4 separate regions of the Mus musculus genome follow, and regions 2, 3 and 4 are each linked to region 1. The links are chromatin contacts, called in public HiChIP or PLAC-seq and promoter capture Hi-C maps. All regions are on one chromosome and are shown on one strand. Each heading gives the region's core, a stretch centred on a gene start, on an enhancer-like site or on the middle of the called end of the contact. The rest is flanking DNA. Distances are from core to core; before and after follow the strand shown. Region 1 holds the start of Sfswap (splicing factor SWAP). Region 2 has its middle 37 kb from the start of Gm34145. Region 3 has its middle 9.0 kb from the start of Gm34145. Region 4 holds the start of Zfp11 (zinc finger protein 11).

Region 1 (7,407 bases), core at 2,504-5,003:
AAGGAAATTTAAACATAGTTGTTAGGACCTAAAAATTGTTGTTGTTATTATTCTTTCCCTGAGGCTTAGAGCTCTCAGAAAAGTGAGGGAAAGGCAGGAGGGAGGCGAAATTAATTGTGAAGATTTGAGATAAGCTCCTGTCTTTACCTCAGAAATAAAATTCTCCTTTGCCAGCCAGTGAACAGCCACTGCCTCTGGCTGGGTTCCATTTCATTCATCTCTAAACTGAGCTGTCAAAATGCCACGCTGAGGAAGCGAAGCCTGGGACACACTGCAACCAAGGCACTTTTATTTTAAGGTGGTTATTTTATTTAAGATGGTGGGCGTTTGTGGTGATGCAGGTTTCTGAAGGCTGGGGCGGGAAGATCAAGGTCACCCTAGGCTATTTTCGTCGAGACCTCCATCTCAACCAAACAGCAAAACAGGATGTTGGGACTTAACTGAAGTGCTCGACTAGCATGCACAAAACTCTGGGTTAGAGCTCCCTGCCCCAACACCATAGGTCAAGATCCCTTTGGAGGGGTCGAATGACCCTTTCACAAGGGTTGCCTAAGACCATCAGAAAAAACAGATAATTCTATTACGATTCTTAACAGTAGCAAGATTACAGGTATGAAGTAGCAACAAAAAATAATTACATGGTTGGGGGGTCACCACAACATGAGGAACTGTATTAAAGGATCCAAGTGATAGGAAGGTTTAGAAGCATTGACATGCTTCACTGCATCTGTACTTTTTGATGTCAGAAGGTCACCTATGTATATACCAAGCTTCCTTTGAAATAGGTGACAGGTGGCACATTCCGGAGAGAAGCAGCCTTAGCAAGCTCTAAGGGCGTTGTTTAATCTGGGTGCCTCTCAAGTTGGTGTTAAACCCAAGTATAGGGCTAGGGATACAGTTCCATTTGTAAAGTGCCTGCCTAGGACATATGAGGCTCTGGGTTCCATCCACAGAACCGTATAACCAGGCGCACTCCTATAATAGCAGCACTCAGGAAGTAGATGCAGGAAGATCGGAAGTTCAAGGTAATCCTTGGCTACATAGCAAGTTTGAGGCCAGCCTGGGCTACATGAGATTCTGTCTCGAAAAAAAAAAAAAGCTTCGAAGCTGCAGTTTGCCCATGGAACTTGTAGTTCTTATGTACACATCAACTATGTGTACCACTAGACAGAGTTCCAACCTCCTTGGATCAAGACTAATCTATGAGTCCAGGTCTTCTTGGTAATTTTACATACTAGAGGTTTTCTGATAAAGCCAGCCAGGATCCCGGAAGATAAAAACAGGGCAGTTTCTGTTGAGATTTCTATATTAGCTTGTAACTTTCCCCTGTCCAAATGAACAAACAAACAAACAAACAAACTCAGAGAACACAACATAAACAGGGCAGTTTCTGTTGAGATTTCTATATTAGCTTGTAACTTTCCCCTGTCCAAATAAATAAATAAACTCAGAGAACACAACATAAATTGTGGGACTTGATCCAGGAGGGCTTGCCAGTGGTGGCTTCCAGGGTCCCGGAAGATAAAAACAGGGCAGTTTCTGTTGAGATTTCTATATTAGTTTGTAACTTTCCCCTGTTCAAATAAACAAATAAATAAATAAATAAATAAACTCAGAGAACACAACATAAATTGTGGGACTCGATCCAGGAGGGCTTGCCAGTGGTGGCTTCCAAACACAGAAGCCACAGAGGCCACAACAGCTCAAAGTGGGGTTCATTCTGTGTGTGCTAGCTAGCAGTATGTCTCAAACGGGTGAAGCAGAAAACACTCATGCAACAAGCTACAAGAAAGCAAATTTATTTTCCACAAATAAAGCCCACAGGACAACACAAGCCTAGATCGCATTGTGAGCCAGTCAGCCAGAGAGCAAGCCAGGCAGTAGTGGCGCACGCCTTTGATCCTAGCACTTGGGAGGCAGAGGCAGGCGGATTTCTGAGTTCGAGGCCAGCCTGGTCTACAGAATAAACTCAAGGACAGCCAGGGCTACACAGAGAAACCCTGTCTCGAAAAAAATTTAAAAAAAGGACCAGAGAGCAAGCCGCCTGGGGCAAGAAGTAACAGTGTATGCACCAGCTATATCACAGATGTATGTGGTCCCAAAAGGCAGCCTGCAGGTCTTTACCTAGGGGATCATAAGTCACTGACTTATAGTGTAAAAGGGCATTGGGTTCTTAGGGAAGACTTAGATGAAATTCAAATAGCCTGTATGGGGGTCAGAGAACAACACTGGATGTCATTTCTCAAGTGCCATCTCAAGTACATCTAGTGTAATATAGGGCCTTTCACTGGCCTAGAACTCACCAAGTAAAGCAGGTTAGATGGCCATGGAACCCAACACCTCAACCTGTCTCTACTTCTAGAGCACAAGGATTATAAGCAATCGCCATCACACCCAGTACTTTTTGCATGGGTTCTGGCAATCAAACTCAGGTGCTCATGTGCGTAAGGCAAGCACTTATCAACTGAGACATCTCTGCTGGTGTGTGTGTGTGTGCGCTGAGTTACTTTACATTAAAAAAAAATCATTAAATGAATTTTGGCTTGAGGTTAAGACAAAAATTCCAACCGTTTCTTTTTTTTTTTTCCCAACTGTTTCAAAAGTAGACACAAACATTTCTGCAAAGCAACCTTCTCCACATCATAACTATTTTACTTAGTATTCGTTCTGGTGTACTATGTACATGTCTGTATGTGTGTGTGCACGTGTGTACACAAATGCATATGGAGGCCAGAGGTCAACATCAGTTGTTTTTCTAAATCACTATCCACTTTTTAAAAACCTAAGTTATTTGGGGAGGGAGGGGGGTGTCCGTGGCTGAGAAGTTCTTCTCTCCTTCCATCCAGTCGGACTTGATCTAACTCGAGTCGCCTACACATATACACACAAAATAAGTAAAAATTAAAAAAAAAATTAAAGTTAAATGTCACCCCGGGGCACTAAGCAAGACCCTATCTTGAAACTAAAACAAAAAGGGCTGCAGATATAACTCAATGATAGTGTTTTACCTAGCAATGATATAACTCAATGATAGTGTTTTACCTAGCAATGGTGAGGCCCTGGGTCCATGTTCAGAACTGAAAGGGGGAAAAAGAAAATCAAGCATCTGGGTCAGACACCAGAAAAAACTGCAGCCCTGCAGACCTCACGTCGATAATACTAGCATCTTAACTGAGCTAGGACAGTCAGAGTTCGAGTCTAATTTGGATCACAGTGACATCCTGTATTTTAAAAAGGGAAAGGGAAAGAATCTGCTCCCCAGAAGGAAACAACCCGTAGCGCTGTCTCCTAGCTGGAGTCTTTCTCCGCCACTGAAGCCCGTAGCCACTGAAAGCCCGCCACTCCGAATATTTAGGGCTCACAAGTCCTGGAAACGCCCTCAGTCAGGCGGCCAGGGCTAGGCTTCCTAGTGATCTAAAAATCGGGCTGTTAGAAAGGAGCAAACTGTCTCACTAGGACGGCAAAGACGCGTTCCCAACAAGATCCCCACTTGTCTCCACACCTGGCGGCCGCCCTCCAACGACAGTAGAAGTTGGCGCGCGGCCACCAACCGCGCTTTCGTCACATCCTAGGAGGCCTCCAAAAAATGGCAGAAATAAATTTCTTTCCATAAACACAACTTACCATCGCAAGATCAAGTTGGACAACGAAAACTAACATCTACTTAATTTTTTAGCGGCTCAAACAGCTTGCGGACGTGGCGAATCTACCACTCTCACCTCCGGAAAGAGCGGGTTTCCTACCGGAAGTTGCGTCTCCTCCATTTTGTGGCTCGCTATGGCGGCTGTGTTGAAGTTGCGAAGAGGATGCGGCGCCTGTGACTGAGTGGGTAGGCCAGGCGAGGCATCGGGGACGTTGTTCGGCCCAGCAGCAGACCGTCCCGGACGTCGGGGACGCTGTCATGTACGGTGCCGGCGGGGGCCGTGCCAAGCCGGAGAGGAAAGGCGGAGTGAAGGAGGAGGCCGGGCCGGGCGGCACCGGCACTGGGGGCAACCGGGTGGAGCTTCTGGTTTTCGGCTATGCCTGCAAGTTGTTCCGCGACGACGAGCGGGCTTTGGCCCAGGAACAGGGACAGCACCTCATCCCCTGGATGGGGGACCCCAAGATCCTCATCGACAGGTCGGTTCCTCCCCCCACCCGTCGACCCTCCCCTCCCTCGCCCGCTTGATTTCGCCTGATGTTGACTTGATGGCCGGGACCGAAAAAGGGGGTTTTGCGGAGCCCGGGGACTCGGGGGGCCTCCCTGCCCCCCACGTTCCCCGGCGTCCGGGGGGAGGGGACGGTGAAACCGGCCCTAAGGCTCCGGCCAGAGCTGGCGCCTCCCCGTCGCCGGAGGGATCGACTCTGCTCCCACAACCCCTCGAGCCCGGGCTGCCGCTGGCGACTCAGCGCGGGTGGAAGCTGTCCGGGGCCCGCCCGCCCGCGCCGTGGGGCGGGTGCCGCTGTCCCTCCGCTGGCTGTGCGGGGAGGGAGTCCGGGAGTGCGCTTTTGTTCCTCCGAAGCGCCGCACGCCGAGGCCCGTGGGTAGAAGCTTCTTTTGGACCCCCCAACCCCGTGAGGTAGCCTGAACCGTCTCTGGCCGGCTTGACTTTTGGCGTCCGGGCGAGCCCTTCCCCGCGGTTATTGCGACCATTTGCCCAACCGCGGTAGTGGGTGAAGTTGCTGTCTTGTTGGAAGCCGGTCGACCCGTGCGGACCTTGCTCTTAGGGGGTAGCGTTCTTAGAGCTGGTTTCACTGTTTTCTAAAGCCGAAGGGTGGAGCTGGGTTTATACCTTTGTGTTGGTTCTTTTCAAATCACACCCACTGAAGGGTGCCTGGAGTTGAGGGTAAAGGGGTGGGAACGTGAATTTCTGATGGTGTTTGATTTGAAAAGGATGGCATTACATGATTGGGTGTTTTGCTCCCCACCTCTCTCCTCATTTTTTCCATCTCTCTTTCTTTCTCCACCATCCCGGGTTTGGGTATTTGTCCTTCCGTTGGGCGATATTGCTTCTGGGCCCAGGACTAACTGTGAGCAACCATTAAGCTGTGGCGTGGTTTTCTCCAAGTGAAGTAAACCCATCGTTTGAGACAAGTAAAACTGGATGCTGCAAAGACTTGGAACTTGCATGACTGTAGGGATTACCTGTGAGCTGGCCAGAACGGACACGGTTAATGACCAGTAGGCCTTTCCGATCCCTTACGTCTCCATTTGGGGAGAGATCTAGGAAGAAAGGACTTGTGAAGGGAGTGTTGCCTATCAGATCGGCTCTGGATCTGATGGTCCACTCTGCTGGAAGGTGCTATGCCTTTGAACCTCGCTCGGTTGATAGCCAGTGATGCTGCTTCCCAGGCACTCGTGGGGATGTGTACTGTCAAAAGTTGGGCAAATGCTGAAACCTCTACTCCGTATGCAGTTTCCATATCATTCTGTGCATGATATGAGTTAGACCTCCCAAAACCGGTGGGGAGCAAACACCACACATGTATATGTGTAATATTTGAAAATAATACATTTGTAAGTTAAGGAGGTTTACATCAAAGTTAAGCAGATTTTGATAATAAAATGAAACCGTTGGGGTTCCCAGGAAATTTTGGCCTTTTTCCTGTGGTGTATGTTTTCCTTCCTTAATTTGGTCTCCATCACAAAAGTCAACATTAATATATCATGCCAACTTTGGTTTGTCACTCCGAATTCACCTGTGCAACCTAAATTTGAGATTTAAATTGTTGTCTGGCAGCTGTACAGTGACAGCATCTCCATTGAGTCTTATGTTCAAACATAGCAGAACGTGCTCCTTATTCCTAAGTTGGTAAAGTGCCCATTGGTCTGCAACGATGTGTCTTCATCCTGGGACTTAAAGTTAAAGGGACATACTGATGCTGCGCCTTCCGATGGTTTTGCCGTGTTTGCAGTGAACCTCCTTAAACTGCATGTATATGTCACTGTTCCTTTGTATGTGTGTCTCTCTACCACATAACCCAGCACTTCTCTCCTCAGCCAAGTGGCTAGGGGCAAGCCTAGCCAAGATTTTACCTCCAATGGACGCAAGTTTCTTTGGTGAAGATCTCTCCTGAGAGTTCGGGACTAGCAGGAAGAAGCGAGGAAATTTCGCCCGTTTGGTTCTGTCGGATAGGTATTTATGGACTCGGTCTGTGTGAATGTAAGCTGTAATATTTAACTACTGAGAACAGATATTTTTTTTGCAAGTGGCATTGAATGGTTGACCAAAGCATACATGGTAAGAACTGCTAGCAAGGGGGTACGTTTTCTGCTCTAAAGGATTGTCTGCCTTTAGCTCTAAGTTCTGTTGTGCTGTAGAGAGGTGCTTAGATTTTGTTATGATTACTCCAGTTTAAAAGTAGGAGAGAGATGACTAGGCATATTAAGTATAAATCTGAAGCTTTGCATTTGTTTTAATATTTTTATTTCATTAGTTTAATTGGTAAGTATGTGCATAGAGTGTCACACACAACCAGCATGGGTGTAGACTTCCCTCCAGTGACCAGCCTGTTCACATTACAGATACGACGGGCGTGGTCACCTGCATGACCTCTCTGCGTACGATGCTGAGTACGCCACGTGGAACCGAGACTACCAGCTGTCTGAAGAGGAGGCTCGGGTAGAGGCGCTGTGTGATGAAGAGAGGTATTTAGCCTTGCATACGGACTTGCTTGAGGAGGAGGCAAGGCAAGGTACTGCTCAAGAAAGACTTACTTCAGCCACACCTTTTTAAAATTTTAAGTATTTAAAAAGTTACTCCCGTTCATTTTTATACTCACTCTTTCTGATATTATCTTGACAGTACCCAGTGGATTGGAAAAACAGGAGTCTTTGCGTTCTGAGAGGACCTCAGGATAGTTTATATGTAGAGCCACAGAGAATTTTCCCAGCTTTTGAGGGCAGACTGGGATTTGAAAAAACACAAAAACAAAAAACCAAAAAACAAAACTCTTTAACTGTTCTTCTTTAACAGTGTTGTATGAATTAAAGTCGATGTTCTTGTCTTTGCCTTAGTGATCTTTAATACAGTTCTTAATCCCAAAGTTTCCTCAGCAGGAAGAAATTTCCCATAAAAGACGTGTATTCTTCTATCTGTGGGTAAACACACACTGGCAAAAACTACGTGCCAATAGATACCAAGTGTCATTTCCAGAAACGTTTTCTCCTCAAAAAAAAAAAAAAATTGAAAAATATTTGAAAAAGTGTATTGTATGGTTCACTGATAGCTGCACTCTAGAAGTGTATGAAGTTTTTCTCAGTAAACTTCCATTTTTGTTAATAAGAGTCTCATTTTTATTCAAGAGGAAGAATACAAAAGATTGAGTGAAGCGCTGGCGGAGGATGGAAACTACAGTGCCGTAGGGTTCACTTACGGCAGCGACTATTATGACCCGTCAGAGCCCACGGAAGAGGAGGAGCCTTCG
Region 2 (7,407 bases), core at 1,971-4,470, 230 kb before region 1:
AGAAAGATGGGGGAAGAGGAAGGGGAGGAGGGAGAGGAGGAGGGGGAGGAGGAAGGGGAGGAGGGAGAGGGGGAAGAAGAAGGGGAGAAGGGAGAGAAGGAGGGGTGGAGGAAGGGGAGGACAGGTCTTCCATTAGAGTAATTTCCTGAAGTCCTGTGTCTCTTTGGACTCCTCTATCCACAGCTATCTCCCCAGACATGACAGTCACACAGTGACAGCCATAGGCCTTCCTTTGAAGACATTGCCAGGACATTCCTAGCCCCCCCTCCCAAATCTCTGAGGTCTGCCATCTTCTGAGCTGTCCTCATCTGAGGGTCCCCAAACAGGTTCCCTGCAGCTCCAAGGCACTCCAGCTGTGACCTCAGGCAGGGTTGCCGCCATCCTCCATCCCTGTTCTCCAGAAAGAGGCGGGACTTCCCCATCAGCTTCTTCTAGGCTCCTGGTATTGCTCATACTATGGTCTAAATATCCCTGGGAACCTATATTGCACGTTAATTGCTACTGTGACACTAATAGAGGGGGGGGACACTTAAGAGGTAGAATTGGACCATGAGGGCTCTGTCTTTGTGAGTAGATTAATGTTGTCAGCATGGAAGTGGGTTAACCATGCAAGGGCGAGATGGCAGGAAGGTGTGGATTCACCCTCCGCCTCTCTTGCCCTCTCTTTCCCCCATCATGGGGTGACTCAGCAGGAGGGCTCTGAAAAGATGGTGCCCTCCTATTGGACAGCTCAGACTCCAGACTTGTGAGAGATATATCCCTCTTTCCTCCCTCTCCTCCTTCCTTTCCTTTACTCCTTATTTTGTTTTTTTTGGCTTTTTGAGACAGTCTAGCTTCATAGCCTCTGCTAGTTTGGAACTCACTCTATAGACCAAGCTGGCCTCAAACCTCCTACTGTTTTTGTCTGTCACACGCTGGGGTTGTAGATATGTAACCACTATAGCAACACACTTCCATTTCTTTGTAAGTTTCCAGCCTCTAGTGTTCTCTTATAGCAAAGGAGAAGAGGCTGGCCCAGCCCAGGTGAGCTCTATGCCTCACCCCAGCAGGTTGAGGGGTGCTGTGTTTACTATGTAACCCTAGGTGGGTCACACAAGTCACACTCAGGGAGAACACTAAGGTCCACCTGATGGTCAGCCTCAAAGAGAAGCACAAGGACAGCCATTGGCCATGCTGGGATGGGGACTCACAGGTGGTCACAGCTTGAGCATCCTTCACACAAGGCAGCCATCCTTCTTCCGTGGTCAACAGCCACTGTGTGATTACTCCAGCAAGGCCTCCAAGCCTTTCAGCTCCAAATCCATAGGGCTGGCGTCTGAATGCTATTCTAAATGTAGCTGAGAAGATGAAGTCTGGGTCCCTGGGCCATTTCACTCTGGTAATAGATGGAACTTCTGGCTGTGGTGACTCTGGGCATGTGGTACTGGCTTGGGCCTCCCGCTCACATAAGGCTTTTATCCTTCAGGCTGAGTCTCCGGAAGGCTCTGCTGAGCCTGCATTTCTCCCCGCCGAGAGTTTGCAGCAATTATCACCCTGATTGATGCTGTGCTGTTTCCTTCTGTGATTTACAGCTAGCAAAGCTGCCGCTGTGACCGGGTGTTTGCGACACAGCCATGGCTTTACTCCCGGCACTGGAGCACTCACTGCTTCCAGAAGCCTAACTGCATTCTGGGGATGGGAAAGAAAAGCCCTATGGCTGGGTTGGGGCAGGCGGGACTCTAGGCTTCTGCATATAGGAGAGTCTGCCTCCAGAGCTGGAGGCTTGGGGCTCAGAGGGACAGGGAGGTTTCACTGTGAGGCTCAGACTCAGTTTCTCCTGTGAAGGGTGGACAATTGTCATGATTTCAGAGTGGCCTCTCAGAGGGGAATGTGGTGGTCCTGTTGTGGTGGCTGAAGTGGATGGATCCTGACATATCGTGAATGGTGGGGGCTTCTAGCAAGGACACATCTCAGCTCAAGAAACATGGCAGGGACATGCTGCTGTAGCTGTCCCTGTCACTGATCTGGAGCCAGTCAACTGAGAGCTTCCCGTACCCCATATCCAGAGACACAGAGTCAAGCTGGTAGCAACGGGAGGCTAAGAAGGGGACTCTGTGACTCTGTGGCTGGCCAGCATGATGGGGCAGTGTCCAGAACACATACCTTTCTCTTCCCTTTCTCATCCACCATCCCCTGCAAAGTCTAGTCTCTGCCTTTCCCACCATTCCTTCTTCCTCTCTGGGGGGCAGCTACCCTATACCTCACTGGCCTACCTTGCTCTGGGTTCAGCCCATCTTCCATGTCTATCTATCCCTCCAGACTCCCTCACTGTCCATACCAAGACTATTCCAGTTTCATCCTTCACCCCAAAATCAATGGGGCTGTTCGTGGCCCAGGAACTTGTCCCCTGAAGGAATTGCTTGAGGCCCCAGCTCCTGCCACCAGTATCTCCCTCTTTCCTCGCTTCTGTGTAAAAAGCCTTTTTCTTGGTCATATCCCTCGGAGCCAGTTTCCCTCAACTTGATGCAAATCAAGATGGGGACCCTCAGAGCGCCCAACCATCCTTATCAGGAGCCCCAGCTGCTAGGACTCCTGTTGTAGGTTAGCTATTTCCTACCTCGAGCACTTTCTGCGCTGATTCATGTGGTGGGAACTCTCTGAGATCTCGGGAAAGGTTTTGGGTGCCAACGTGTCCTGAGTCTTAGCCACACAGTCTGCAAGCCTGGCCAAGCCCGCACCTTGTTTTCCTTTAAATCTGGACTCCTTTCTCTTCACCAAGTGCATGGCCATGACCAGACACTCACAGAGGGATTGAATACAGTACTTCTGTCTCTCTGTAACCCTTGGGGACTGGCCTAATCCTGGACAGGCTGACTTTGTGTTCAAGGTGACTTAGAGCTCCATTCACCAGGGCCAGTGTGTCACTAAATTAGCCCCAGCTCAGTACTCTACCTGATGGGTTGCTATGGCACCCGTCGTCATAGCCCCAGGCACCAGAGCCTTCAAGGAAGGGTGCATCTTGTGGGGGTGGTGGGAGGAACACAGGGGGCATCTCTCTTAATTTTAGCAACAGCATCCTGCACTGCTGGATGATACCTGCTGCTAACCAAAGGACATCTGAGCCGCGTTCTCACCTAGCTCTGACTTTTTGGCTTAATCCAGCCTGCCACAGTATAGCTATGAGAGGTAATTATGAGGGACAAAGGACAGGGTGGGGCTGTCACAACTGGAGCTTCTGCAAGACAATGGAAAATGCTTTCAGAGTGAGGTGCACCAGGACCGGAAAAACTGCTGCAGCAGGTGTTAGTGAGCCTTGGGAGGAGCTGAGGAGAGAGAAGTGGGGTAGGGGTGGGGGCAGGGCTCAGGGCCAGCACAGCCTCCCTGGAATCCAGAGAAAGATGCACTGTGTATATATCAGGTGCTCCAAGGATAAGGAGAGTGCCACTTGCTAACCAACATACAGGGTCACTTCCCCCGGGGACACTTCGGGGATCTTCCCAAATTCTAAGTAGGTACTTTCTTCTTCTTTTCTCTGATGGGGTAGAAAGGGAAGAAGATGCCAGACACTTCTTCTTCCATCGCCCTACCCTGCTGACTTGACCCCATGGAGGTTGTGGAAGACCGTGGCAGGAGGGATCAGGGCCTGGTTGCTGGAGCTATTCCTGTACAGTTGGCATCTCCAGGGTCTGACCTGTGTACCAGCCTCTCCCACCCGTGATGAATTCTTCCCTGTTCACAGTGAACCTCTCATTACCTCGGCCTCTGATAATTATAGTTTTCCCCACTGACATAACTGTGAAACTCCTCTCTCTGCAGAGGAGTCCATCCTGGCTAACGCTGGACACTGAGAGTCCAGCCGACTGACACCCACCCGGATCCTGGTTTCATTTCTATTGCTATGCTAAGATTTCCTGACCAAGCACAATGCAGAGGATCAAGGATTTATTTGGCTTCTAGTTCCAGCTTGCAGCCAATCACTGCAGAGCAGTGAAACAAGAACTTGGGACAGAGAGTCACAACATATCCAAGAGAGGAGAGAGGGTGAATGTTTGCATGGTTAGTGCCCCGCTAACTTCTCTACATTTGCAGTCCAGGACCAAAACCGCAGGGATAGTACCACCCACTTTCAAACTAGATCCTCCCACATCAATTAAAGCAACCAAGATAACACCCCAGAGATGTGCCCTTGGGCCAACTTGATCCCGACAGTCATTGGTCTTCCTTCCCAGGTATTCAAGCTGGTAATTTAACCAACCCAGCTCTTCAGTGTGGAGGCACAGAATGGGCAGGTGTGCAGGCTGCGCTGAAACCTCCTGGGTGACTTCAGTCACATAAAGCCAGGCTCAAAGCTCAGCATTAGCGTGAGGTTAGCCAAAGCCAGTCACAGAAGCTATGGCTATGATTATCACTCTGTGGAAGCGTTGACCAGGTTGCGATGCAGTTCTTGAACATTGGACAGAAGGCCCTGGTTTCTTTGTGCTATCTGCGATGTGCTGGTTACATACTTTCTGGAGTCTGGAAAGCCAGCCCTCCGGATCACACTGTTAGAAGTTGCCATGGTTCCGGGACTCTGACTCCAGGTGTCAGTGTGATGCGTGGAGGTCAGAGAATGAAGCAGAAAGCAAGGACAGAGACACCTTCGGCTCCCATATAACTTATTTCATTGTGGGTTTAAGTAATTAATTTATGGTCATGGTTGGGTTTAATAATCCGTGGGTAATTTCTGATGCTTGGGCAAGTTAGCTCACAGGAGCCTGTGTGAATTAAGCCTAACACCAACAGCTATAGCACACACGATCTCAGCCCCCTAATAGCCTCCACACCCATCCCCAGCATCCACTGACCCAGAACCCATAATCCTTACCTAGTACATGAGCGCAGTACCCTTGGCCTAGTCCTTACTGATCAAACTCGGTATCTGTAACCCTATCACCTAAAGCCTCAAAGCTATAGCTCACAGCCAGCGCCCACAACTCAGAAACAACACCTATGACCCCCAACACCCACATTCATATGTATCACCTAGAACCTAGCACCAACCACTCAGACTTAGTATGCATGGCACCAGTACTCATAGTTTAAACTTAGCACTTATGATCCCCAAACCTATAGCCTCAACCCTGGACCAGCTAAACGTGAAGATGACCACGGAAGTGCTCCTGGTCTGTACATCTCCCCATGGACCACGCCCACCTCAAGGTTCAAAGGTATTTTCTCTTCCAATATGAGCCCCAAAGTCAGTACAGCACCCAAGAATCTGACATTGACCTGCAGAGTCCTAATCCATGACCTGAGATAGGGAGGCCGAGGACAGGAGCCACTGTCAAGCTCCTGGGGCTCTGTGAAATGACCCCTTGCCGGGGTGTAGGTGGGACATGACAGGAAAACCCAGATGAAGGGAGCCAAGTTTTAGGGAGGAATTTCCTAGCAGAGGGAACAGCATGTGCAAAGGTCTGGAGGTGAAGGAACTGGCATGTTCTAGAAAGACCTGAGGCATCTGGTGGAGAGGAAGAGATAGGAAGTGAGCACAGAAGAAACAGGACGTGAGTATGGAAGAGACCGGAAGTGAGTACTGTAGCATCAGAGGGTCACAACATAGAGAACTTTGCAGACTTGAGGCACCAGGCTCTGATCTGGACTTTGTCTTTGGGGGAAGGAGGTTTGAGCCACGAAGAGCTTTGAGGATAGAGTGGCCATATCTGCAATCCTAGAAAAATTACTCTGCCTCCCACCCCTTCATGAGTCAACTGGAGTGCTCACTGGGGCAGCATGAGAATCCATGCTTCTACGGGAGCAATGGCCTCTCCCTGTTTCAGTGATGCTGGGCAGGGAGCTATTTTGATCCTGATCTGGTCGGATCTGGTCTAATCACTGCAGTGCTGTGGGAAACTCTACCACACACACACAGGCTGTGTCTCCTCTCTCAGCAATCAGCCTTGATTAGCAATGAGTGTGCAGGAGAGGGAAACTGTGATAGCAGAGGGAGGGGTGGAGGGATGGAGGGATGGAGGGATGTGGAGGGATGGAGGGATGTGGAGGGATGTAGGGGTAGAGGGGTGGAGGGGTGGAGGGGTGGAGGGATGGAGGGATGTGGAGGGATGGAGGGATGTGGAGGGATGGAGGGATGTGGAGGGATGGAGGGGTGGAGGGGTGGAGGGATGGAGGGGTGGAGGGATGGAGGGATGGAGGGATGTGGAGGGATGGAGGGATGGAGGGATGGAGAGATGGAGGGGTGGAGGGATGTGGAGGGATGGAGGGATGTGGAGGGATGTGGAGGGATGGAGGGATGGAGGGATGTGGAGGGATGGAGGGATGTGGAGGGATGGAGGGATGTGGAGGGATGGAGGGATGTGGAGGGATGGAGGGATGGAGGGATGCAGAGGGATGGAGGGATGGAGGGATGTAGAGGGATGGAGGGATGTAGGGATGTGGAGGGATGTAGGGATGTGGAGGGATGGAGGGATGTAGGGATGGAGGGATGTGGAGGGATGGAGGGATGTGGAGGGATGGAGGGGTGGAGGGGTGGAGGGGTGGAGGGATGGAGGGATGTGGAGGGATGGAGGGATGTGGAGGGATGGAGGGATGGAGGGATGTGGAGGGATGGAGGGATGTAGAGGGATGGAGGGATGGAGGGATGTAGGGATGTGGAGGGATGTAGGGATGTGGAGGGATGTAGGGATGTGGAGGGATGTAGGGATGTGGAGGGATGGAGGGATGGAGGGATGTAGGCGTGGAGGGGAAGCATCTCACTTCCTTCCACTCCCAGCTGCCTTAATTCTTGATCACCTCAGACACTGAATCCTTGTGCCGCTCAGGGTGAGTCACAAGTCTTAGAAAGATGGAGGCTGGTGGATGGTATGGAACCAGCGATCTTGGTAGAAGGTCTGCGGGCCCCCACCATCTAAGCTATGTGGAGGTCCAGAGTACGTCTACAGATCGTGATATGCAGGGATTGAGACCCCTTCCTAGGACCACTTTCTGTGATTCCCATAGGTGGGAATAAGGGACATACAAGCCACACAGCAGAAGTAGGACCTGCGACCCTGGTGACCTTCAAGTCCACTAGCTGAAGCCTCCCTGTCATGACTCCTGCCTAATCTTTCTCTCTGTGCCTGGTGCCTGAGACACATAGATTATATTAAATGTTTGTTACTGTGAGGCACGGTCGTGTTCACCGTGAGTACACCGGAGTGTGAGATCTAACTGGGACATGTTCATGCCATCAACGGTCATTGTCTCCATGGAGCAGCTGACAGCCCCTACCCTTGGCAAAATGCTTTCTTCATTGTTTCTCTGGATCTGGCCACTTGCGACGTGTAGTGTAAGCATAATTGCTCAGTTCCTTCTCCTTTAAGACTGAATACTATGCCATTGAATAGTCGTACCATATCATCTTTACACATTCAGGCCTCAAGATAATTGGGCTGC
Region 3 (7,407 bases), core at 2,576-5,075, 200 kb before region 1:
GTCTGAGTGAAGACACCTTTCAGCATGCTGGGAGAGGTTCTGTAGAGCGGGTGTGAAGCCTGCTAGTCTAGGCTGGGCCAGCATGCCTTCTGGCTAAGCTGATGTGCTCCCCAGAGCCTGAGCAAGGGATGGTGGGGCTGTGGGAGGACAGGATGCTGTCTTCTGACCAGACCCAGAAGCAGGGGGCGGTGTGTGTGTGTGTGTGTGTGTGTGTGTGTGTGTGTGTAGTGTGTAGGAACAGGTGAGGGAGGGGCACAGACTCAGATGCAGTGGGGGAGGGGAAGAACTCCAATGGAGGAGGACACAGCGTGCATACCACAGGTATCTTCCAGGTCTGGTGCTATCAGCTAGGATGGTTTAGGATTCCAGGGAGCAAGCCTGCCCAGGTTACGGATCCCAGTGTATAATTGCAACTGATCACTGTCTATGCCCTTAAGTTAGGTAAAGAAGCCATATGTCGGCAGCTGGGGAGATGGCTTAGAGGTTATGAGCACTGACTGCTCTTTCAGAGGTCCTGAGTTCAAATCCCAGCAACTGTGTTGGATTCCCAGCACCTACAGGAAGGCCCACAACTATCCGTAAGTCCAGTTCCAGGGGATCAATGACCTTTACTGACTTCTGAAGGCACCAGGCACACATGTGGTACACAGATTCCGTGCAGGCCAAACACCCATACACATTTAACAAACAAATGAATGAATAAACACATGAACTTTAGAACCCCAGACACAAACAAGCATGAACTCCCTTTAACTTTCCTCCCTCCCACTGAGGGTCTGTCTCCAATCCTTCCCCATCTACCTTTCAAGTACCCCTCACAGGAGGGTGGCGTTTAGCTCTGTAGATTATAGGAATAGCTAAGTGTTCATGGGCCAGCACGGTCATTTTCATGGGGATGACTTTGAATCACCGGGGGTGGCAGGCAGTGTGTTGTACTGTATACACAGTGTTGCTTGTTCTCTTCCACAAAACTCCACATCACACCACTCCTTATCCCAACCTCATGAACAGAGCAGAGTCTTTGATGCCATGTGGCCTAGGCGAGCTTAGCAAGCCTGAGATGATCCCAGATACCCGGAGGCCCCGAGTACCACTAAGGTGAGCAGGTACTTAGTGGAGAGATGGGAGAGAAAGAGAAACAGGGTAGCATGGGCACAATGAGAGCTGAAACTGGAGACTCAAGGGTGGTGAGCACAGCCTGATGTTTGCAGCCAGTGTCTTCACCTGAGGCTATGGTGAGGACCTGGCCTGTGCTGCCTCAGAGGATCACATCTAGATCCGTAGCTCTGCATCAGTGGGGTGTGGGTCAGGGTAGCGGGGACTGTCTGTTACCACCAAAGGCCATGCAGAAGTCTCTGGTCTGGGCTGTGGCCTGGGGCCATGTTGATAAGTGAGGGCTAGCCCCATCCCTAGCTAGGCATCGTGGGAAAGCTGGCATATAGAGTGAGCTAGCCCTGACCCGCTCTCTCCTGGACAGTATAGGAGAGCTGGCCCTGGTAGTGTATGGATGCCAGAGAGCTGGCAGGATGACCAACACAGCTACCACCCAGGCCCAGATCCAGGGCTTTGAGCTGGCCCACCTAACATCTACCCCATCTATGAAGTACTGCAGCATGTAAAGGGGCCGGACCTTCGGAACCAAAGCTGCACGCTCTGAGACGAGTCCCAGTGAGGATCCAGTACTGATAGTGTAGCAGAAGCCAGAGGCCTCAGACCAGACCAATCACTCACTGCAATGAACATTTACAAGAAAAGCTGGTGGGCAAAAGGACGTACTGTGCGACACACTGTGACACAATGCAGCTTCCATGGCAAAGGTTTTTGTCAGTTTGTCTTCTTTTGGGGGGAGGTTGCAAGGGTGGAGGGTAGATATGGAGGGAAATGCATGGGACTGGGGGGTGCATGATGTGAAATTCACTAAGAATCAATAAAAAGTTAAACAAACAAAAACCGCCAGCCAAAGCAAGTCGGGCAGTGGTGGTCCATGCCTTTAATCTCAGCACTCAGGAGGCAGAGGCAGGCGGATTTCTGAGTTCAAGGCCAGCCTGGTCTACAGAGTGAGTTCTAAGATAGCCAAGGCTACACAGAGAAACCCTGTCTTGAAAAAACCAAAAAACCAAACCAACAAATAAACAGAAACCCACCAAAGCCAAGGCTTGGAGCTAACCAGGCTATAGTCAGCATGGAGCTGGGACCCCACCAGTTTGTCCAGAGCCCTTCTAGGATAGTGATTCTCAACCTTGCTAATGCTGTGACCCTTTAATACAAACATGAATCCCCTTTTATTTTTTCTCCTGTTGTAGTGACCCCCCCCCCAAAAAAAAAAACCATAACATTATTTTGTTGCTACTTTGTAACTGTATTTTGTTGAATCCTAACAGAAATACTTTAGAGCTAGCAGCCTGCCGAGGGGTCCAGACCCACAGGTAGAGAATCACTGTTCTAGAGTCTCAGGAGTTAGGTCACTGTTGCTGGAGTCGGACAGAGAAGCAAGCTTTCTGGTCCATTACAGCTGTCCTCCGAGGCAGCATCCACAGGGTTTCCTGGAGGAGACCAAGTCGGTCCCTCTCCCACGAGTTGTGAGACACTGGCCTTATCTCTGCTCTCTGGCAGGAAGTTGAACAGCTTCCATCCTATTAATTACTAGGACAAAACCCAGAATCAAAAAACAAAACAAAAACAAACCAACACCAAAAAAGAAAAACCCATCTTGGATTTCAAGCTTTCGTTTTCTCTGAACACAGTTTAACTTCGTTTCCCTCCAGAATTAGAAATCCCATTACCAGCGCTTGCTCTGCTGTAAATGGCTAATTGCTGCCTCTCATTAATTAGCGAGAGGCCTGTGGCTGTGTCTCAGCCTCACAGCAGGAGGGGCAGTCACTCAGAAAATGAGGCTTGGGTGATGAAAATAGGCTGGCTGGCACACTGGGGGAGCCCGTGGGGAGAACATCTCAAGGGGACGAAATCCCAGCTGAGCAGGGACACAGAGACAGCACTCACTCTCTTCCCCTGAGGCCACCAGTGAGGGGCTCTGCACTCTGCTTGCTGGCTTGGTCTTCCCTGGGGACCCCCTAAGCTGGCCCAGGCCTGAAAGCTGGGGTGATACCTTGGGTGCTGGGTGGTGGTAGTCTCACTCATGTGTAGGTGGAGGGCTGGCCTCAGCCTTTGCACATTCAATCCCCTACTTGTCCCACTAACTGCCTATCAGGAGCTCCTGGATATTCTCCCATAGTTCAGATGGGAAAACTGAGGCCTACCAGAGAGGAAGACTGGATCAGCTGCTCCCCAACCGCAGTAGGGAAAGATTTGAACTCAGGCTGCTGGGACAGAACCTGCTGCCTGGCTTGGCTGTGCTCCCTCCTAGCAAATGGCTCCTGTCCTTCCAGATCCCCCCCCCCCCCCCCCCCAGATCTAGGCCCTTGACTGATCCTTACCAGGTTGTCGCTCACAAACAGCCCCTCAACAGAGAGGTCTGAGTCATCACCATGGTCACTCTGTGCGTACTGGGTGTCTTTGTGGAGTGTGAAAGCTACCCAGTTCCCTTCTGGGAACCAGCATTCTGAGGGCAGCATTCCTGCCAGAGGTTGCTGCCAGGGGGAGGGAGGGGGAAGAAGGAGGAGGAAGAGGAGGAGGGTGTTTAGGGCAAGGGCGAACTAGCCCCTACCCGACCCCTACTGGTAAGCAATAAGGTCCACTTCCACCCCAACATCCACCCCCAGTCAATCTGCTCCCAGGCTTTTTAGCAGGAAGATTCTTGGCCAGTGCTGAGCTTTCGCCCCAGCCTCCCTCACAGCAGGACCCCTGCCCCACCTCCTGTCCAGAGAACTGTGACCCTTTCCACTCTGTGGGCGGGGCTAGAACCAGACCTTCAGTGACCTCTGAAGAGCCTCACCGCAGCTGGCCGACCTTTATCCCCAAACCTTGCTGGGTGGAACCCTCAGCTAGTGGGAGGCTGTTCCCCTCACAGAGTGGCCTTGTCTCTCTCTCTCTGAAGGCTTTTCACATCTCTGTCCTCCCCCAGATGGTCCCGCTGTGGGGACGGTGTGTCCTCTGACCCCTGGTTCCCCCTTCTCTGGACAAGCAACAGGGGGCACAAGGGTTGCCAGTCTCTGCTTTCTATAACTGTCGGTTTTGTTTGTGATGTCCTTTCCCATCCAGCCCCTGCTGTAGGCAGGGATGAGTCACCAAAATCAGAGAAGGAATTGGTCAGTGAGGATGCGGAGCCACTCGCCAGCTTGAGGAGGCATCCACAATGCATTCCCTCCTCTTGACCTGTCCACACCCTGCTCAGAGTGACTCTCCCTACTTCCTGTCTGTCTCCCTACTCCACCCCCACACACTGTACATGTGAAATTTAAATAGCCCTGAGATGCAGGCATCTGGCCCACCAGGATGCTGAAATCCAGAGTCCCCAGTGGCTGAGACTTTAATACCAAGCCAACATGCCCTTCCTAGAGGGGGATAAAGCAACAGGGACCTACCCTACCTCTCTCTGCCCCAACTAAGCTCACCATAGCATGTGGGTTGCCTTAGTAACAGATGGATGGAACACATTCTAAACATTTGGAAATATTTTATAAGCCAAGACTTTGAGTTGCAAGTGGCTGAAGCCAGGGGGAGAGGGAGGGGAGAGGGGGAGGGGAGAGGGGGAGGGGAGAGGGAGGGGGAGAGGGAGGGGGAGGGGGAGGGGGAGGGGAGAGGGGGAGGGGAGAGGGAGGGGGAGAGGGACAGGGAGAGAGACTTAATCCCAGTTTTGAGAGAGAACCTTGAGTTGAACCCAGTGGAGTGTGCAGAGAGCTATTGGCATGGAGGAATAGCTTCCAATAGTCTTACCCTTCCTGTCAGGATCTCCTCACTATTCTCCCATAGTTCAGATGGGAAAAACTGAGGCCCAGAGAGAAAGACAGGATCAGTTGCTCCCCAACTGCAGTGGAGAAAGATTTGAACTCAGGCTGCTGGGACAGAACCTGCTGCCTGGCCTGGCTGTGCTGCCTCTTTGGGCTCCTGTCCTTCCAGATCCCCAGATCCTTCCTGCCAAGTTCCTCGGCTGGTAGAACAGTTGCTTCAATGGACCCAATTACTCAGGGTCCTCTTCATGCCTCCTGAGGCAGGATGCTACGGAAACTGATACAGGTAGCGTGACAGGGCCCAGGAGCCATTGAACGTATCTGTCACTTAACAGGGAGGGGATAATATAGCCACAAAGAGGACAGGGACAATCCGATAGAGGGGAAGACACTGGCCACAGGAGGAGCTGTAAGAGTCAGGGATGGATGCGGAGCACCGCCACCTTAGACAGCACAATGACTCAGCACCGTGAAGAGCTGATGCCAGCAACTAGGTGACCTAGATGGAGCCAGAGGGTGCTAGAAACAAATACACACTGGAGCCAGAGCTGACTCAGGAAGAAGCAGAAAACCCAAACAGCTGTAGAAGACCCAGACACAATAATAATAGTAATGGAGTATAAGAAGTACTTGGCAGAACACAGAGCAAGCGTGGCCTCATTTGTGGCCTCATGGGCAAGGTGACTGAAAAGGGGCATGGTTCCCTTGGAAAACCGGTTGGCAGCTCTCTGGTTAGACACAGAATCACCAGAGAATCTAGGAGTGTTGTCGCTAAGTCCAACGAGTGCTCCAATTGACAGCCATTTTCAATTTGAATGTTCATAGTGACACTCATGATAACAACAACAAGATAAAAGCCATGAATCACACAGACATCCAGTGGTCTGTGATAGACGAAGAGTGGCCATCCATACGACAGAATAGCTCACACCTAAAACCGGAGAGAAAGCAACGACCTGGGTGACAGTGTGGATGGACCGGCGGAGTATCGCTCTGAGAGGGAACAGCAAAACGGATACCAAGGGACTGGTGTCATTACTTGAGGTTGACACAGCTGTGGAAGGCACACACTAAATGCCATTAAGCCCTGTGCTTCAAATATTTACTTCTACGTTATATGAAATTCAGCTCAGTAAACAAAGCTCTTCAGATATCACACCACACACACACACACACACACACACTCCCTAAAGGGGCTAGAATATTAACTCATCACTGCTAGTTGAACACATGAAGGAGAGCATCATTTTTTTAAAAAGATTTATTTATTGTATGTATGTGAGCACGCTGTCACTGTTTTCAGACACATCAGAAGAGGGCATCGGATCCCATTACAGATGGTTGTGAGCCACCATGTTGTTGCTGGGAACTGAACTCAAGACCTCTGCAAGAGTAGTCAGTGCTCTTAACCTCTGAGCCATCACTCCAGCCCCATGAGAGCATCATTTATCCTGCTGGGATGTCAGTTTTCATTGTTAACTTGACACAATTTAGAATCACTTAGGAAAGGAGTCTTATTGAAGGACTGTCTACATTGGGTCAGCCTGTAGACATGTCTGTGGGTATATATTCTAGTCAAGTTAATTGATGTGGGAAGACCCAGTCCACTGTGGGCAGTTCCATTCCTTAGGCAAGGGATCCCAGACTGTATAAGGGTGGGTAGATGGAGCTGAGAACAAACAAGTGAGAATGTATGCATTCATTTCTCTCTACCTCTGACTGCAGGTATGATAGGAATAGCTTTTCAAGGTTCCTGCCTTGACTTCCTCATGATGATTGGCTATAAAGTTGTAAGATGAAATAACCTGCAAGATAATGTAACCTGGAATTGTAAACACCTTTGTCCCCTAATTTGCTTTCGGTCAGTTTTTTTAATTAATTAATTTATTTTTATGTATATGAGTGTTCTGTCTGCACGTACACCTGTGTGCCAGAAAAGGGTGTCAGAACTCACTATAAATGAGTTGTGAGCCACCGTGTGAATGCTGGGAATTGAACTCAGAACCCCTGGAAGAGCAGCCAGTGTCCTTAACTGCTGAGCTATCTCTCCAACCCCATAATTGTAGGAGTACACTGTCACTGTCTTCAGACACACCAGAAGAGGGCATCAAATCCCATTAAGATGGTTGTGAGCCACCATGTGGTTGCTGGGATTTGAACTTGAACCTCTGAAAGAGCAGTCAGTGCTGTCTCTCCAGCCCTCAGGTTTTGTTTGTTTGTCTGTTTGTTTGTTTTTTAAATAATAGCAATAGAAATATCATCAAAGCACCTATTCTTCTGTATTTGGATTCTGTTTCCTACAGATCTGCACCCCTGGTGGATGAGGGATAACTATTCCAAACAGGTCTTATGTAAACAATTTTAGGAGGAATGGGGGAAATTAGGGACTTCAACACTTTATTTTTAAAATTAACTGTTACTTTCATAACTGATGCTAAGCCATCAATGAGAGACCAGTGTAGAAACCTATCCCAGAGGGATCTGAGATGAGAGCCTCAAACCAACCAGAATCTACGAACCAAAGCCTCCCTCCACAAGAACCCTTGATCTGGCTAAGCAA
Region 4 (7,407 bases), core at 3,051-5,550, 170 kb after region 1:
ATAGAAGTTTGCCAGAGGGGTCGTGGCCCACAGGTTGAGAACCGCTGGTTTAGTGGCTTCCCTAATTCTGAAGTGACCATGAGACTTTGTTTTTGGGAAATCACCCAGAACACTTGAAACATAAATTGTCAACTTAAAGGACCTTAACTTAGTTAGGGTTCCCTAGAAAAACGGAACCAACAGCACACACACACACACACACACACACACACACACACACACACACACATATACATATATAAGATTTACAGGGAGCACTGGAGACTTCCCAAACATGATAAGCTACTGCCACTGCCACTGCCCGTGGGTCCCTTCTGCAGAACACACTGTGGACTTCAGACACAGGACCCAGAGGGCCTGATCTGAACATGCCCTCCCTAGGGACTAGCTTTCAAGGTACCAGACGGTGCCATGCAAGTTTCCAAAGGAGAAAAGCAGACAACAGTGCTCCATGCTAGGATGCCTATGCACGACACCGTGAGCAGCAAGCATGCCATGACAAGCCACACAAAAATAGCTTGGAGGTAACTAACACCTCCAACTGGACTTGATGCCTCTAACCAAGAGGGACATCAGGCCTGGTGCTGGGAACCTAATCTACTACCCAGAGGCAGTGAGATCATGAATCTAGGAGGAGAACCTACAACTGTCACTTTCCTGGGCCAGCGTAGCTTCTAACCACATTGGAAACATTCACCCCCCTACACTCACAGATAAATATAGTTCTCACCCGTCGTCAAGGGAACTTCTCTGCATCAGATGGAGACCATTACAGGAAAACACTAACTGATCAAAATATAGAAAGCATGTGAGCGTTTCAGCCACAGTTGATACATGGACTACACAAGTCCTGCATCCGAAGCTCCGAGTCCATCACAGTGGTGATGGGGTAGGAGCCTGAGGAGCTAGATGTCAAGACCTAAAGACCACAGTTACAGACGCGCCAACACGGAAGGGCAAAATCTCACCAGGCCCCAGCCCTAGGCAAAGAACACGGGCCAGTGAGGATTGCTGAGACCTGGAGAAACAGCCTTCAGTTAGGAAGAAGCCTCCAATTGATAAGTCATCAGCAAATGATCAGATACATAAATAGCATTTATATAGACTTAAGTTTTGTGTGTGTGTGTTTGTAAAGGGATTAAATAAAAGCTATGAATCTGAGAGAGAGCAAGGGGTACACAAGAGGGGTAGGAGGTGAAATTATATAATTATATTAATTGTAAACAATCATTTTAAAGAAAAGTACAAAAAAATGCCAGGCATGGTAGTACATGACTTTAAACCCAGCACGAGGGAATCAGAGGCAGATGGTTATCTGTGAGTTCCAGGCTAGTTTGATAACTAAATGGAGTTCCAGGATAGCCAGAGCTACACTACACAGAGGGGCCATCTCCTGCTCCCTCTCTCTCACTCTCACTTTTACTCTCTCTGGCTAGATATAGGTGGAAATATATGTTATGCACGTTAAAATAAAAACTAAATACACAGTTAAAATAGGGAGTTTATTAGGTTGGTTTATATAAGATATAATTAGGGTTACCATTGCTGTGATGAGACACCAATACCAAAAGCACCTTAGGAAGGAAAGGGTTTATGTGGCTTACACTTCCACATCACCACCTTTCATCATCAAAGGAAGTCAGGGCAGGAACCTGGAGGCAGGAGCTGATGCAAAGGCCACGAAAAAAGATGCTTACTGGCTTCCTCCTCATGGCTCACTCAACCTGCTTCCTTATAGAACCCAGGACCACCAGCCCAGGGTTGGTACTGCCCAAAGTGATCTGAGCCGCCCTTCCAAATTAATTGCTAATTATGAGAATGTCCTACAGGTGTGGCTATAGGATCTAATGGAGGCAGTTTCTCAAATGAAGTGCCCTCATCTCTGATGACTTTATCTTGTGTCAAGTCGACATAAAACTAGCCAGCACATACAATCCAACCTGGGTTAGTATGACAATGGCTGTCTTCACAATCTGAGAGACCTGAGAACCCTGCAGTTCCTTCCTCAGTTTGCAAAGCTGGATGCCTCTGCAGTCCTAACCTTGTGCTGAAAGCCTAGAGGCTTCCTGGAGATCCACTAAATGTCAGTGCATGTTGGAAGCCCAACGAAATGGGGTTCTTGTATCAGCAAAGGAATGTAGCCGCAGTGGTAACAGCAGTGAGAGACACAACAGAATAGATGAACTTATCAGCAAGACTGAACGAGCAAAAGGGAAAGCTTTCCTCTAGGACTTCCTTTGAATTGAGCTACTAACGGAAGGTACCACCCACATTTAGAATGTCTTCCCACTTCAAATAAGCTAGCCAAGAAAATTGCTCAGAACTGTGCCCAGCAGCTCATGTCTGAATTGAGTCTAAAGCCAGTTAAATTGACAACCACAATTAACCATCATACATATGGACAATTTTCACTTTGTGATAGCTGACATTTCCTGAATATGTGTAGCATTGAGAAGTTAAACTTAAAGAGACAAGAAAAAAAATGCGAAGAGTAAAATATATTTCCCTTCAGTCTCATCATGCTTAGTATAAAAAAAAACCTGCCCTGGAAAGGTCCTCAAACTAGAACTCAGAGTAATATAATTTCAGCTGCACGCTGCACGCAGATAATTGACTGATGTGTTTATTGAAACAGGGTCTTAAGATGTTACCTAGGTGGCCTGGTATTCCCTGTGAAGGCCAAGCTGGTCCTTAACTCAGTCCCTCGGGCATTATTCCAATGGCTAGAAATACAAGCGTGTACAGGTACATGCTAACATGCTGATCATTTCAGAGAACGCACAACAACAGAGTTGACCATGGTATCAGTAAACCGAAGAAGAGAGAATACTAGAAAAAGAGAGCATTTGGAATCCTTCAGGCTTTTGTTGTTGTTGTTGGAACAAACAGAGCATCCTTAAACTTCATGGAATTGGTTGGGGGGGGGGGCAGGGCACTGACCCCCCCCCCAATCTTTCATTAAAGGATCCATATATGAACTGCCAAACTTTTTGGAAACAAAGGTGATGAAAAGTCTCCCTAGACCTCAGGCAGTGAATAACTATACACACACGTGTAAGCACAGTCACAGGGTAGTAGTCATGAGGTAAAAAAGCTAGAAATCACAGGTCCCTGTACAGTCCTGAAGTGTTTCTAGTATATGCTTCCAGGAGCTATGTCAAAGCATGGACTCTCATTTATTTGCAACAACGATTAAACCCAGGACTGGGAGCTCTTACCAAAAAGCTAACCCAGCACTCAGGAGGCATCAACCAAAAAAAAAAGGAAACTTCCAGGCCAGAATGGGCTACTTGAAGAGATGTCTGTCATTAAAGAAAAAACAAAAGGGGGGAGGGGGGTCTAGGGAACATAAACACAGGGAGGGGCAGTCCTTGGGAACTATTGGCAAGGTGAGTATATGAATTTTTAAATAACGTGAAAGCTCTTGAAAAAAAAGTTAAAGCTGGCTTACTGTATGACCCATAAGTCACAATAGAGAGTAAATATACCAAGATGAGGACACAGTTATAATATTACAGTAGCCAAGATATGTAAATAAAACAGTCCCTGTATCCCTTTGGTAACCAGCCTTAAAGGCTGCAGGCTCACAGATCCGCCGAGGACAGAATCCCAGGGACCTTAACAACTCCTAATCTGGGACATGGCACCGGTAGCACCTAGTACCTGCGCTTGAGGTCAGAAGTACTGAAATCCAGTACCAAAAAAAGAAAAAAGAAAAAGAAAAAAGGCATATGTATCACCTCTGAAATCAGCCAGGGGAAAGCTCAACCCAAAGGTTTTTCGTGCTAAAGTGCCCGTGCCTAGGGAGAAGGAGTGACGTGAAAAGTTTTACTAGGATTCTAATTAATAGCTGTCCAGTGCTTTCTGCACAGACGCACGGTTCACGAACACAAAACAAGTCCTTTTGCATTGCTACCCGATGTGCACGGGGGCGGGGGGGGGCAGAAATATAAAAAGCACAAGAATTTGTTTGATACGCGGGGACAGTTTAATGTGAAGACATGGGAAATTCGTAGGAATTTACTGTCCAAGGTGCAGGCCGCTGGGGAGAAGTGGGTGCGGACCCCAGCTCAGGGCTTTTCTCGGGCAGGACCGGCACACGGGGAGTCGGGATGTCCCCAGTATCCCGCCATCGGGCTGCCAGCCTTGGGCCCTCGCCGCGAGCTGACAGATGCCCTAGAGAACTCGACCCGACCCGGGACTGGCCGCCGATCCCGCACCGCTGCATCTACAAAAACCACCTCCCTGCTCGGAGGCCGAGCCCGGACTCACCTTGTCCCGATTCCGGAACGGATCTTTTCCGCGGTGTCCCGTTCCAGAGTGTCCGGGTTCTCTGGTCTCCGGTTTCCGCAGGCTTCCGTTCCGGGGTATCTGGGTTCCCGGGTCTCCGGGTTCCGCGGTGACCCGGAGAGTGTTTGGGTTCCGAGGTGGCTAGGAATAATCCTCCCTGGGAGTCCAAGTGGTGAGGGCAACAGGCTGGCTGGCAAGAGCTGGACCGGAGGTGCAAATAGGAAACGGTCTCCAGTGATGGTGGCACCCCACCCAAAGCCCGCCAAGACAGAATGAAGTCTGTCTCCATGGTAGTTCTCAGTCTAAGGGACCTGGATGCAGACCACTTTTGGCATCCCACAGCCTTGATTAACACTGCAAGTTATCACTTCCAGGCTGAGTAGGGACAAAAATGATAGGTCTTTGCTGTATAGATTATTTTTGACAATTCTCTTAAGAATTTTGTACAATGTTTTTGTTTTGTTTTTTGTTTTTTGTTTTTTGTTTTTTGTTTTTGTTTTTGTTTTTGTTTTTTTGCATTTCCATATAGTTGCTTCAAACCCCTGTTAGATATGTATTAGATATCATGGCATGTCAGGGCAACCTGACTCCCACTTTGTTCTGGAAAGAATGCGCTGATGAATACAGAATCCTATATTGATAGTCTTTTTCTTTGACTTTAAAGAAACTTGTTGTTTGTTTGTTTGTTTGTTGTGACAGGGTTTCTCTGTGTATCTCTGGCTGTTCTGGAACTCTGTAGATCATGGCGGCTTTAAACTAAGAAATCCACCTGCCTCTGCTCCCAAGCGCTGGGATTAAAGGTGTATGCCACAACCTCTGGCTTCACTTTTAAATTTCTAATTCTGATTAGATTATTTCTGTAACTGAGATCATACTTTGCTAGATATGTGTTGATTTTGCTTATTTCTCTCTTGATTTTCAGTTAATCTTTGGATATTTCTAGTTTGACTATGGTGTATGTCTTAGCGTTACTATTGCTGTGAAACACCATGACCAAAGCAACTTGGGGAGGAAAGGGTTTGTTTTGCTTACACTTCTAGAGCACTCTTCATCACTGAAGGAAACAGGACAGGAACTCAAAAAGGGCAGGAACCTGGAGGCAGGAACTGATGCAGAGGCCATAGTGGAGTGCTGTTTACTGGCTTGCTCAGCTTACATAGAATTATTTTCAGCTTACATTGCTCAGCTTTTCCCCCAGTGGTTTCCTACAGTAGAGTACGCATGAAGAATCTTCAGTTTGGAGATGAAAGACTCACTTGCACATATGACTGAATCAAAGGGAAGATTTGGACTGTAATTCATGACACTTCATGCCAACAAACTCCTACAATCACCACCGATGAGAGTGTAAGAAGCATCCTCCATCAAGGAAGGAGATTTTTAAAGGAAATACAGTTAAAATGAACCTGCCCACGACTTCCCTGCAAAGTGTAAGCTCCTGAGAAATATTTAATGAAGGGAGGGAGTGAAATATGGGCAGGAGGTTGGGAATTCTGTAGGGGAGAGATCCTCACTCAGAGAGACAAGGTTTCTGTAGTTTTCCACCATCACATTTCTATACAAATTCCACCAAGCAGGGTCTAAGCATTCCTGCTCTTCTGGAGAGAAATCAACGGAGACATCCTTGAATGACAGCAGCTCCTGAAATTAAAAAAAAAAAAAAAAACAAAAAAAAAACAAAAAAAAAAAAACAGCATGATGACCGTGATGACCATGTGACATCAGGTGCTAGGGGTGTAGCTTTTGATGTCATCGCTCATGCTGTGATGAGTTTTCAGAGCTGTATCTGCTTCTTGGTCCTCCTCACTCCTGTAATGCTTCATCCATACTCCCCACAAGTAACCCAAATGAACTCGCTGTCTCACTACACTGAACTCAGTGAGTCCTGGAGTTGTTTCCTTGTCTGTGATTGGTACCCTGCTGGGGTGAACAAGCATCTAGTCACATTTCCACATGAAGAGTCAAACAGTGAGCTTGGGAAGAGTCGTTGAATGTCCCAGCAACAGATGATAAGATGTGCAACTGGAGTTGATCTGTGAGTGGGTTGTCCATAGAGGCCATCTCACTATGGCCACCTTGTCCCTCATGGTAGAGGATGATGCGCCTCCTTGCTGTGGCAACGGTTACATGCTCCCTGTGACGAGTGATGAGACATCCAACCAAAGGCCAGCTATCTCCTTGAGTATAGTGTTCTTGATTGGGACTCCCAGAGTGGGCACCTAACTGTATGTGGCAAGGGGCAGCATACTGTCATGATGAATTAGGTGTGCCGTGTGAACATAAGACTGCTTCAAAAGGGCGGATAAAGACTATACCGCAGTCTCTAAAAGCAGCATGAATGGAATGGGTGGCAGCCTGAGGTATCTTTCAGCAGTGTGGCCAAGAAGAAATACAACGGAGGCTCAGATGCCTCAAAATGAACTTGCCAGTGTACAGACTCAATTCCATACACCAAGTAGGTGCATGAAAAAAATCCACCATTAAAGGATTCCCCCTGAGCCAGGCGTGGTGGTGCATGCCTTTAATCTCAGCACTTGGGAGGTAGAGGCAGGCAGATTTCTGAGTTCAAGGCCAGCCTGGTCTACAGAGTGAGTTCCAGGGCAGCCAGGGCTATACAGAGAAACCCTGTCTTGAAAAACCACAAAAAAAAAAAAAAAAAAAAAGGATTCCCCCTGAAGTAATTTACATTATTAGCTCATCAGAAACTTAACACATTTTCTTTAATAAGAGTAACTAAAACAAACAAACAAACAAAAACTAAGACTTATTTGGAAGGTTAATATATGAAATTGCCCAATAGAGTCTGAAACATGAGAAATTAGGAAAGACATCATTATCTGAATTTAATTCGTGTTTTCAAATTATAGTATAATAAAAATGATACAATGCAAACAATGTGAGGATAGCCATTACTTAATAACATTTATAGTGTGTTACTTCTCTGGGCAGGCAGCCTTCACACAGACTTGACAATGAGAAGAAATTACCTCACAATCATAATTGCAATTTATTTTGACTTATTAAGGGATTAATTATTTATTCAGTAATTTGGATGGCATGAAGATCAACAAATGGAAAGATCTGCTAATTATTTACTGCACAATTCCTCCCATTACT

What was found. HiChIP or PLAC-seq counts read pairs in DNA pulled down with a chosen protein or histone mark. Capture Hi-C pulls out chosen DNA fragments and counts their contacts.
Region 2: an H3K4me3 HiChIP or PLAC-seq map of embryonic stem cells shows a contact between it and region 1, with 15 read pairs. The contact joins the enhancer-like site here to the promoter of Sfswap in region 1. A contact is called at or near these places in 2 of 39 promoter capture datasets (cranial neural crest and embryonic stem cells), 6 of 115 datasets of contacts at active chromatin or transcription factors (embryonic hindbrain and embryonic stem cells) and 2 of 9 other capture datasets (adipose tissue and liver).
Region 3: a contact with region 1 is called in an H3K4me3 HiChIP or PLAC-seq map of neural tube, with 3 times the contacts expected there. The contact joins the enhancer-like site here to the promoter of Sfswap in region 1. A contact is called at or near these places in 1 of 484 Hi-C or Micro-C datasets (nephron progenitors), 2 of 115 datasets of contacts at active chromatin or transcription factors (embryonic stem cells and neural tube) and 2 of 9 other capture datasets (embryonic stem cells and pancreatic islet).
Region 4: a contact with region 1 is called in a promoter capture Hi-C map of liver. The contact joins the promoter of Zfp11 here to the promoter of Sfswap in region 1. A contact is called at or near these places in 2 of 39 promoter capture datasets (hippocampal neurons and liver), 2 of 484 Hi-C or Micro-C datasets (CD4 T cells and rod photoreceptor), 1 of 115 datasets of contacts at active chromatin or transcription factors (effector CD8 T cells) and 2 of 9 other capture datasets (adipose tissue and liver).

Annotation. Positions count from the first base shown.
Region 1 is chr5:129,497,478-129,504,884 of GRCm38.p6, forward strand. It overlaps Sfswap (splicing factor SWAP), which reads left to right and starts at 3,754. Exons shown (of 18, transcript NM_172276.3): 1 at 3,754-4,119; 2 at 6,506-6,675; 3 at 7,286-7,407. The coding sequence starts at 3,902. It overlaps Gm40332 (a long non-coding RNA gene), which reads right to left and starts at 3,749. Exons shown (of 3, transcript XR_868547.2): 1 at 3,625-3,749; 2 at 3,043-3,077; 3 at 2,773-2,871.
Region 2 is chr5:129,267,146-129,274,552 of GRCm38.p6, forward strand. No RefSeq gene overlaps it. Among named protein-coding and RNA genes, the nearest start is that of Gm34145, 37 kb to the right of the region's middle. Within about 2 kb of position 3,221, at least 15 of the 459 cell types and tissues checked have an H3K27ac peak or open chromatin away from gene starts, as enhancers often do. A contact at or near this core is called in embryonic stem cells, where this site is marked.
Region 3 is chr5:129,295,281-129,302,687 of GRCm38.p6, forward strand. No RefSeq gene overlaps it. Among named protein-coding and RNA genes, the nearest start is that of Gm34145, 9.0 kb to the right of the region's middle. Within about 2 kb of position 3,826, at least 47 of the 459 cell types and tissues checked have an H3K27ac peak or open chromatin away from gene starts, as enhancers often do. A contact at or near this core is called in embryonic stem cells and neural tube, where this site is marked.
Region 4 is chr5:129,665,788-129,673,194 of GRCm38.p6, forward strand. It overlaps Zfp11 (zinc finger protein 11), which reads right to left and starts at 4,301. Exons shown (of 3, transcript NM_172462.4): 1 at 4,273-4,301.